Regions from separate parts of the Bos taurus genome. Here region 1 is linked to region 2. A link is a contact called in public Hi-C data. All regions are on one chromosome and are shown on one strand. The core of a region is the stretch at or near the end of the contact, and the rest is flanking DNA. Distances in the headings are between cores, read along the strand shown. Region 1 overlaps KSR1 (kinase suppressor of ras 1). Region 2 has its middle 42 kb from the start of WSB1.

Region 1 (4,752 bases), core at 457-2,956, 200 kb after region 2:
GGAGTCCCTGCCCAGGGCAGAGCCGTGTGGGAAAACCAAGTGCCGCGGAGGCTGCGTCTGCGCTCTGATTTAGGGAAAGCACATGGAAGTGGCCCTGAGAGCCCGCGTGCGACCCATGCAGGGGCCGCTGGGGAAGCACCTCTGCCCTGTGTCTCTGGGGGTAGTGGGAACGGGTCTCATGCCTCGTATTTTTTTTCCGTTTCCTCCAGACATTTCGGCATTTCCACAGGCAGCGCCGTTCACCGATGGAGCGGACAGTTCCCGGTAGGCGCTTTTTCTTCCTTGGGGACTTGTTAAAGCTGGACCCACATCCCTGACCACCTCCTTCATCTACCTTTATTAATACTGTTTTTAACATTTTATTTTATATTGGAGTATGGACGATGAACAGTGTTGTGATAGTTTCAGGTGGACAGCGATGGGACTCAGCCATACATATTGCGTTTATCCATTCTCCGCGCCCCAAACTCCCCTCCCATCCAGGCTGCCACATAACCCTGAGCAGAGTTCCCTGAGCTCTATAGCAGGACCATGTTCTACCTCCACATTTAAATCTCTGACCCTCTAATTTCAGACCTTACCATGGACTTGGGCAGCCAGATGGAGCACTCCTTGGGCTAATTCTCCCTGTGATCCAGTTAACTCAGCCACAGGGTTTTATTTGCCTCCTATCACCGCAGTCAGCGTGGGGTGGGGCTGCCTGTGCAATGGAGCTGTCTAGAGACCCAGGAGGGCTGGGCGAAGGCGCCCAGCCTTAGAGAAACCTAATAATTCAGCTCCTGTTCATGATGCTCCTTGGGCGTCAAGGAGCCCTTTCTCGGTCAGGCCACGCCGAGCACCTAACTCACCTTGTTTGGTCGAGTTCTCGGCCAGGTGTAAAGTAGGTGTCATCCTTGACATCCAGATAAGGGGATCAGCTCAGAGAGGTTAAGAAATTGCATTAAGTCACACAGCTAGGGAGTAACGGAAGCAGTCCTGAAGTAGAATTCCAAATCCTGTGCCCGTGCTCGGAACCCCATACTAGTTGTCAGATTTGAAAGGTCCCTGATGGTCACTGTCCACCCTTCAGCCCCCACCACCCTCAAGTTCAGCCTGGGGAAGGCCAAGGCCGGAGAAGGGAAGTGGGGTCTGGCCTTCGGCCTGCTGTGTGTTTCCACAGCATCCAGACCGCCTTCCCCGTGACCAAGTGGGTCAAAGGAAGGGTCCAGGCCTGGCACCCCTTTCTCAGACCTCGCGTGGGGAGTCCCCTGCCCAGCTGGGAGCTGAGTGGCCCAGCCTTGGGGTCTCCTTGACAAACCCTGCTTTACTCTTAGGCTTGACGACCAGCCAAAAGCAGATGTGTTGGAAGATCATGAAGTGGAGGTGAGTGATGGTAACCCGTGAGCCGTAGACGGGGCATCTCTTTCCTCTCTCCCCGGCTCAGTGCGTGGAGGTGTCTGGGAGTGTGTGGGCACCCGGCTCTGGTGGGGGCTATCCCAGGTGCCCACCTGCTGCACCAGACGCGGGCAGTGTGCAAGGCAGCGAGAGCAGTGAGGGGTGCCACGAAGCAAGCTTCCTTTTGCTTTTCTGTTTTTTGAGGCTAAAGTTAGCTCTTTATTCCTGTGGTTTCCACCTCCAGCCGAGAGGCCTGGGCCCCAGCCCAGGAGACTTTCCCTCAGTCTGGGGTGGGGCCAGGCAGTTGGATGTTATCAAATATTCCTGGGTGATTTTGATTGTAGCTGGGGCCAAGGACTGCTGCTTTGACCTTTGAACCAGTGTCACCCGAGCCTGGCAAGTGTGGTGGCTTATGAGCCTCAGCAGACTGATTTCCTCTTGCCCAGAGGAGTCACAGGCTTCCCAGGGGTGCTAGTGGGAAAGACTCCACCTGCCAAAGCAGGAGATGCAAGTGACATGGGTTTGATCCTGGGTCGGGAAGATCCTATGCAGTAGAAAATGCTGGAAAATTCCATGGGCAAAGGAGCCTAGCGGGCCCCAGCCCATGGGGTCCCAAAGAGTCAGACAAGACTGAGCGACTAAGCACAACACAGCACACAGAGGAGAGTCTCAGACTCTGTGTTTAAACAAAAGCCTAGGACTTTCCTGGTTTTCCAGTGGCTAAGACTCTGCACTCCCAATTCAGGGGGCCCAGGGTTGATCTCTGGTCAGGGGACTAGATCCCTCATGCAGCAACCAAGTGCTCATGTTACAACTAAAACTCCTGCATGCTGTAACTAAGAACAGAAAAAAAGATCCCACATGCTGCAACTAAGACCTGGTGCAGGCAAATAAAGTGAATAAATATTTTTTAAAAACTAAAAGCATATCCAGAAAGGGTGTTAGTGTTCTTCCCCAGCGATTAGGTATTGCTCCTAGGAGCAATGTCTTGGAACATTGGCGGGAAGAAGGCCCACGATCCGTAGTTTGTGGATTAGGACCTTAGGACCGTGTGGTGCTGACTGACCCGTCCACTTCGCACATGAGGTCTGCACAGAGCTGTGACTAGAGCCCAGGCCTCCTGACCCCAGACCCCTCTGCTCCCTGACTTGGTGGGGGTCTTGAGGGAGGGAAGTCACCTGGCCCCAGGCCTGCCGCCCCTTCTATTCCGTCCTCCTCTCCTTCCAGGCCGAGGAGCCTGAGGCCGGCAAGTCAGAGGCCGAAGACGATGAGGACGAGGTGGATGACCTGCCGACCTCCCGCCGGCCCTGGCGGGGCCCCATCTCGCGCAAGGCCAGCCAGACCAGCGTGTACCTGCAGGAGTGGGACATCCCCTTCGAGCAGGTGGAGCTGGGCGAGCCCATCGGGCAGGGCCGCTGGGGCCGGGTGCACCGCGGCCGCTGGCACGGCGAGGTGGCCATCCGCCTGCTGGAGATGGACGGCCACAATCAGGACCATCTGAAGCTGTTCAAGAAGGAGGTGATGAACTACCGGCAGACGCGGCACGAGAACGTGGTGCTCTTCATGGGGGCCTGCATGAACCCGCCCCACCTGGCCATCATCACCAGGTAGCCCGGCCCCGCCCCCTCCCCTTTCCCTGGGGGCCTGGTGATTTGCATGCCCCTGAGGGCGTTTTCATGTAGAGACCTACTTCCCTGACTGTCCAGGGGTTAGCACTTCGCCTTCCACTGCAGCAGGTGCGAGTTCGACACCAGATCCCACGTGCCTCAGGGCCAAAAAGACAAAGCCTGTTACACAGAGTGAAGTAAGTCAGAAAGAGAAAACCAGATATTGTCTATTAATGCATATGTATGGGGTCGAGAAAAATGGTCCTGATGAACCTATTTGCAGGGCAGGAGTGGAGACGCATAGAAAACAGACTTGTGGACATAGCGGGGGAAGGAGAGGGTGGGACCAACTGAGAGAGTATCACTGACATATATACACTGCTGCTGCTGCTGCTGAGTCGCTTCAGTCGTGTCCTGCTCTGTGCGACCCCACAGACGGCAGCCCACCAGGCTCCCCCGTCCCTGGGATTCTCCAGGCAAGAACACTGGAGTGGCTTGCCATTTCCTTCTCCAATGCAGGAAAGTGAAAAGTGAAAGTGAAGTCGCTCAGTCGTGTCTGACTCTTAGCGACCCCATGGACTGCAGCCTACCAGGCTCCTCCGCCCATGGGATTTTCCAGGCAAGAGTACTGGAGTAGGGTGCCATCGCCTTCTCCGACATATATACACTGCCATATGTGAAATAGATAGCTAATGGGAAGTTGCTGTACAATACAGGGAGCTCAGCCGGATGCTCTGTGACAACCTAGAGGGAAGAGATGCAGTGGGAGTAGGAGGCAGGCTCAAGAAGGAGGGGACATATGCACACTTACGGCTGATGCACGTTGTTTTATGGCAGAAACCAACACAACATTGTAAAGCAATGACCCTCCAATTAAAAATAAATGTTACAATACTAAAGCAATATTGTAACAAATTCAATAAAGGCTTTAAAAATGGTCCACATTTTTTAAAAAAATCTTAAAAAAAGAAGAAACCCCCAAAATGGAGTCTTAATTTCCCCATCCTATAACCCCACTGACATTAAATAAATAAATTAATGAAAGGATACCTAAAAGAGAGAAAATTCAAATCTTCTGGAAAAGCACAAAGTGAAAACCAGTCTCCTCCCACCCTACCTGGGTGCTGTAAACAAAGATGGGTACTGTAAACAGTTCCTTATCATGCCTTCCATCAAGGAGTTTGTATACACTCATGTTTTTAAGGGCTTCTCCGGTGGCTAGTTGTAGAGTCCAGCTGCCAATGCAGGAGGTGCTCAGCATCCCTCAGACCCCAGCCTCGGTGCTGTCCATCATCCAGCCTTCCGTCTCTCTCTCATCCACCCAGATGAGAGATCCGAGTCTGCTTAAAGGGAATGTGGCACTAGTGGTAAAGATCCTGCCTGCCAATGCAGGAGACACGAGACTCGAGTTCAGTTCCTGGGTCGGGAAGATCCCCTGGAGGAGGAAATGGCAACCCACTCCAGTATTCTTGCCTGGAGAATCCCATGGACAGAGGAGCCTGGTGGACTACAGTTCACAGGGTCGAAAAGAGTCAGATACGACTGAAGCTACTTAGCACATATAGTAGAAGAATAAAAGAACATTAACAGAACATTTAACACAGCTGAGGGGGCTGGAACATGGAAAAGTAACCATCAACCGATACTCCAGACCCTGAGGGTCGTTATCTCATTGGAGACGTTTCCTAAAAACCAGCCCCTACCTCAGATGGCTTAAGGCTTCTCCCTGGAGCAGCAGTAAAGCCACCCATTTTCTCTAGGTCCTTCCTCA
Region 2 (4,975 bases), core at 2,253-4,752:
ACTGTGTCCTGTGCAATGGCATGGGGCCTCAAGGGCAGGCTCTCTCCAACTAGAAGGAAAGAGGTTGCCACAGAGATTGTTTACTTCTGTATTTTAATTATGGTAAAATGCATAGAACTTAAAATTTATCAACCCTTTTTAAATGTGCAGTTCAGTGGCACTAAGTACATTCATATTGTTACGCAAATAGCACCAGTATTCATCCACAGAACTCTTGAACTTGTAAAACTGAAACTCTACACCCATTAAACAATAACTCCCCATTCCCTCCTGCCCCACACTGTCCCTGGCAATTCTTCTACCTTTAAGAATTTTAGACTACTCTAGGTACCTCATATGGAGAAGGAAATGGCAGCCCACTCCAGTATTCTTGCCTGGAGAATCCCAGGGATGGAGGAGCCTGGTGGGCTGCCGTCTATGGGGTCGCACAGAGTCAGACACGACTGAAGCGACTTAGCAGCAGCAGGTACTTCATATATTTGTCCTTTGGTGACTTATTTCACTTAGCATAATGTCTTCAAGGTTCACCCATGTTGTAGCACATGTCAGAATTTCCTTCCTTTTTAAGGCTGAATAACATTCCACTGTATGTATATGTCACATTTGTTATCCATTCACCTGTTGATGGGCTTCCCAGGTGGTTCAGTGGTAAAGAATCCGCCTGCCAATGCAGGAACTGCAGGACATGTGGGTTGGATCCCTGGGTTGGTAAGATCCCCTGGAAGAGGAAAGGGCAACTGACACCAATATTTTGCCTGGAAAATTCCATGGACAGAGGAGCCTGGTGGGCTACAGTCCACGGGGTTGCAGAGAGTCAGACATGACTGAACACACAGGCAGGCACACCTTTCGACAGACACTTTGCACGCTTCCACCTTTTAGTTATCGTGAATAACGCTACTATGAACATGGGCTTACAAGTATTTCTTTGAGTGTTTGCTTTCAAAACTTTCTGGTACACACCCAGAAAGCAGAATTGCTGGATCATATTCTTCATTTTGAGGAACTACCATACTGGTTTTTTCTTTTCAAACTTTTAATTTTATATTGGAGTATAGCAGATTAACTGGAGAAGGCAATGGCACCCCACTCCAGTACTCTTGCCTGGAAAATCCCATGGACGGAGGAGCCTGGTAGGCTGCAGTCCATGGGGTCGCGAAGAGTCGGACACGACTGAGTGACTTCACTTTCACTTTTCACTTGCATGCATTGGAGAAAGAAATGGCAACCCACGCCAGCGTTCTTGCCTGGAGAATCCCAGGGACGGGGGAGCCTGGTGGGCTGCTATGGGGTCGCATAGAGTCAGACACGACTGAAGCGACTTAGCAGCAGCAGCATAGCAGATTAACAATGCTGTGATATTTTCAGGTGTACAGCAAAGAGACTCACTCATACATAATCCCATCCAGGCTGCCAAATAACATCGAGCAGAGTTCTCTGTGCTATACAGTAGCTCCTTGTTGGTCATTCATTTTAAATATAGCAGTGTGTACATGTCCATCCCAAACTCCCCAACTATCCCTTCCCCCATCCTTCCCTACTGGCAATCATAATTTTGTTCTCTAAATTTGTGAGTCTGTTTCTGTGTTGTAAATAATTCATTTGTATCATTTCTTTTTAGATTCCGCATATAAAGGATATCATATGGGAGTTTCACTGGTATAGCTCAGAGGTAAAGCTTCCGCCTGACAATGCAGGAGACAGGGGATGGATCCCTGGTCCAGGAAGATCCCGCATGTCTCGGAGCAACTAAGCCCGTGGGCCACAACTACAGAGCCTGTAACCTAGGGCCCAGAAACCGCAAGTACTGAGCCCACGTGCCCTAGGGTCTGTGCTCCGAAACGAGACGCCACCGCAATGAGAAGCCCCCATACCCCTCTCTCTGCAACTAGAAAAAAGAAAGCCCTCGCAGCAATGTAGATCCAGCGCAGCCAAAGGGAAAAAAAAGGATATCGTACGATATTTGTCTTTCTTTGTCTGACTTACTTCACTCAGTACGACAGTCTCTAGGTCCATCCATGATGTGGCAAACATCACCATATTGTTGTTGACAGCAGCCATACAATCAATCGTACATTTCCACCGACAGCGCACAAGTTCCAATTTCTCCACAGCCTTTTCAGTGCTTCTCGGTTTTTTGTTTGTTTTTTGAGAATAGCCATCCTAATGGATGAACTGGTATCTCATTGTGGTTTTGATTTGTCTTTAAGTATTAGTGATATAGAGCAACTTTTCTTGTGTTTATTGGCCATTCCTTTATCTTTGGGGAAATCTCTGTTTAAGTCCTTCGCTCATTTTAAAATGGTATTGTGTGTGTTTTTTTGTTGTTGTTGATTCTTAGGATATCTATATTCTGGATATCAACCCCTTATGACGTATAGAGTTTGCAAATATTTTCTTTTGTTCTGTGGGCTAGCTTTTCACAGTTACTTGAGCCCTTTGATGTACATACACCATGGGGAAGATTTTTTTTTTTATTAATTTATTTTTGGCTGCCCTGGGTCTTACTTGCTGCGTGCAGACGTTCTCTGGTTGCAGTGAATGGCGGTTGCTGTCTCGCTGCGGTACTCGGGCTTCTCATTGTCGTGGAGTGGGGGCTCTAAGACCCGTGGGCTCCAGTGGTTGTGGCACATGGCCTTAGTTGCCGGGTGACATGTGTAATCTTCCCAGACCAGGGATCAAACCCATGTCTCCTGCATTGGCAGGCGGATTCTTAACCACTGGACCCCTAGGGGTGTCCATGGAGAAGATTTTAAAGGATTGGTAAGAAGTCTGTCCATTTGGGCAGCAGTGGAGGGAAAGGAAGGTGTTTCGGTCAGAGGAAACAGCCCGTGTAACACGCAGAGGAAATAAACGGCAATAAGTAGTGGACTCTTGCTAGAACATGTGTATAGGGAATAGGAAGTAGGGAGAGATGAGGTTGAAGGAACCACAGCACAGTAGCTCAGCCAAGTGGCTTGGACTCTAGTCTAAGATGGGAGCTTCTCAAGGAGTAGTCCCAGGACCCCTGCCTCAGCATCACATGCTAGGAGTTAAAAATGCACCCTGTTGCCCCTCTCTGACCTACTTTGGGGTGGGGATCGGGGATCTGGCTATTAACAAGCCCCTGGGATTATTCGGACCGAAAGTCAAGTCTGAGCACTGTTCCAGGGCCAATGAGGAGCCACCGAGGGTCTAGCTAGGCTGATGCAAAGATGACGTCGGCTGTTCTTCAGGGTTGGGAGCCCTGGGTTTGGCTCTGCCCCCGCGCTGTCCTCCAGACAACTCATGCTCACCCCACCTGGCTGCCTCCATCGGGCCTCTCCGGCTCCCAGCCATCCCTCCTCTCCGGTCGGCTGCCCCCTGCGGGGTCCAGGGTCAGGGGTGGTGGAGGGGGCCCGAGGGGCTGCAGCCAAGCTCACATTCCTCTCACTTCCTGCCATTGTCCTGGGTTCCTGTGGCTGCGACTTCGCTCTCTCCCCGACCGCCCCAGGGCTCAGGGGAGCGATGACTCATTTCCTTTCTTCCCAGTGACGTAATCCCGAGCCCAGTTGAGCGGGTCCAGCCTGTGACCGGCCCCTTCCCCGCCCGCTTAGATCCCGGGCGCCGCACGGCGCTTTTCGGCCAGCAGGGGGCGCCCGAGCCCGCAGAGCGTCCCTCGGCAGCCAGGACCCACCCTGACGGGCCTGGACAGGGAAACTGGGACCTGCGGGAGGTGGGGCTGTGCGTTTACCAAGGCATAGCAGCCCATCCTGGGAAGCCAGGGACTGGAAGCAAGCACTCTCGGCCCCCCAGGCGGGTGGTTTTCCCACAGTTGTTATTCAGTCGCTCAGTCTTGTCCGACTCTTTGAGACCCCATGGACTGCGGCACGCCGGGCTTACTTGTCTTTCACCATCTCCCTGGAGCTTGCTCAAACTCATGTACGTTGAATCGGTGATGCCATCCAACATCTCATCCTCTGTCGTCCCCTTCTCTTGCCTTCTCCTTCTTTCCCACAGACCCACAGGTGCTAATTTTACCCTCTTCGTTCCCCACCCCAACCCCATGGTGTTTCCAGTGCAAAGTTTGCAGACAGTTAGTAGTTCCAAGATTCTAATCATTTGCGGGCCCTGAAACAGGGTCACCCCCGGAAGCAGCAGGAACTGAGGGCAGCTGGGGCTTCACCTGGGAAGCATGTTGATCAGTGATTTTGTGACAGTGTGGTGGCCTCGTATCTCCTATGGATATGGAACATTTGTTGTTTTTAAAGCACGCATGCTCAGTCCTGTCTGACTCTTTGTGATCCCCTGGACTGTAGCCCGCCAGGCTCCTCTATTCGTGGAATTTTCCAGGCAAGAATACTGGAGTGGGTTGCCATTTTCTACTCCAGGGGATGTTCCTCGCCTAGGGTTCTTCCTGACCCACAGATCAAACTTGAGTCTCTTGCATCTCCTGCACTGGCAGGCAGATTCTTCACCTCTAGGTAAAGTCAGCGTTTTTAAAGAGGGTGGTTGAGTTTTGGGAAGCGTACCTCCCAAGGTGGGGCACTGGTGAGGCACCTGTAGGGCATTGCCAGAAAGTCTGCAGCAGCTGCTGGGGACAGAGCCATTAAAAGCCCATTCCTGTTGTGTGTGGCCCTATTTCTATCAGTGGACTGGTAGAAATAGCCTTCTATCAGAGGCTAGTAGGGCTTGAGCTAACACAGCTAGTGGGGAGTAAGCTTGCTGTCCCTGGAAGTGTTCAAGCAGGCACTGGACTACCATCCTAGGGGGTGGCATAAATAGGGGTTTACCTCAGGATGAGGGCTTTCCAGGTGGCTCAGTGGTAAAGAATCCACCTGCCAATGCAGGAGACAAGAGTTCGATCCCTGGGTGGGGAAGATCCTTTGGAGGAGGAAATGGCAACCTGCTCCAGTATTCTTACCCAGGAAAGCCCACAGATAGACAAGCCTGGCGGGCTACAGTCCATGGGGTCGCAAAGAGTAGGACATGACTGAGCCTGCACATGTGCACTGCA

Evidence for each region. A called contact is a pair of places that touch in the nucleus more often than the background predicts.
Region 1: a Hi-C map of liver shows a contact between it and region 2, with 7 times the contacts expected there. The contact joins two enhancer-like sites. A contact is called at or near these places in 2 of 11 Hi-C or Micro-C datasets (liver and skeletal muscle).

What each region holds. Positions count from the first base shown.
Region 1 is chr19:19,228,610-19,233,361 of ARS-UCD2.0, forward strand. It overlaps KSR1 (kinase suppressor of ras 1), which reads left to right. Exons shown (of 21, transcript XM_010815796.4): 12 at 210-264; 13 at 1,314-1,362; 14 at 2,602-2,981. Among named protein-coding and RNA genes, the nearest start is that of TRNAR-CCU, 31 kb to the left of the region's middle. Within about 2 kb of position 1,707, at least 7 of the 102 cell types and tissues checked have an H3K27ac peak or open chromatin away from gene starts, as enhancers often do. A contact at or near this core is called in liver, where this site is marked.
Region 2 is chr19:19,029,214-19,034,188 of ARS-UCD2.0, forward strand. No RefSeq gene overlaps it. Among named protein-coding and RNA genes, the nearest start is that of WSB1, 42 kb to the left of the region's middle. Within about 2 kb of position 3,503, at least 94 of the 102 cell types and tissues checked have an H3K27ac peak or open chromatin away from gene starts, as enhancers often do. A contact at or near this core is called in liver, where this site is marked.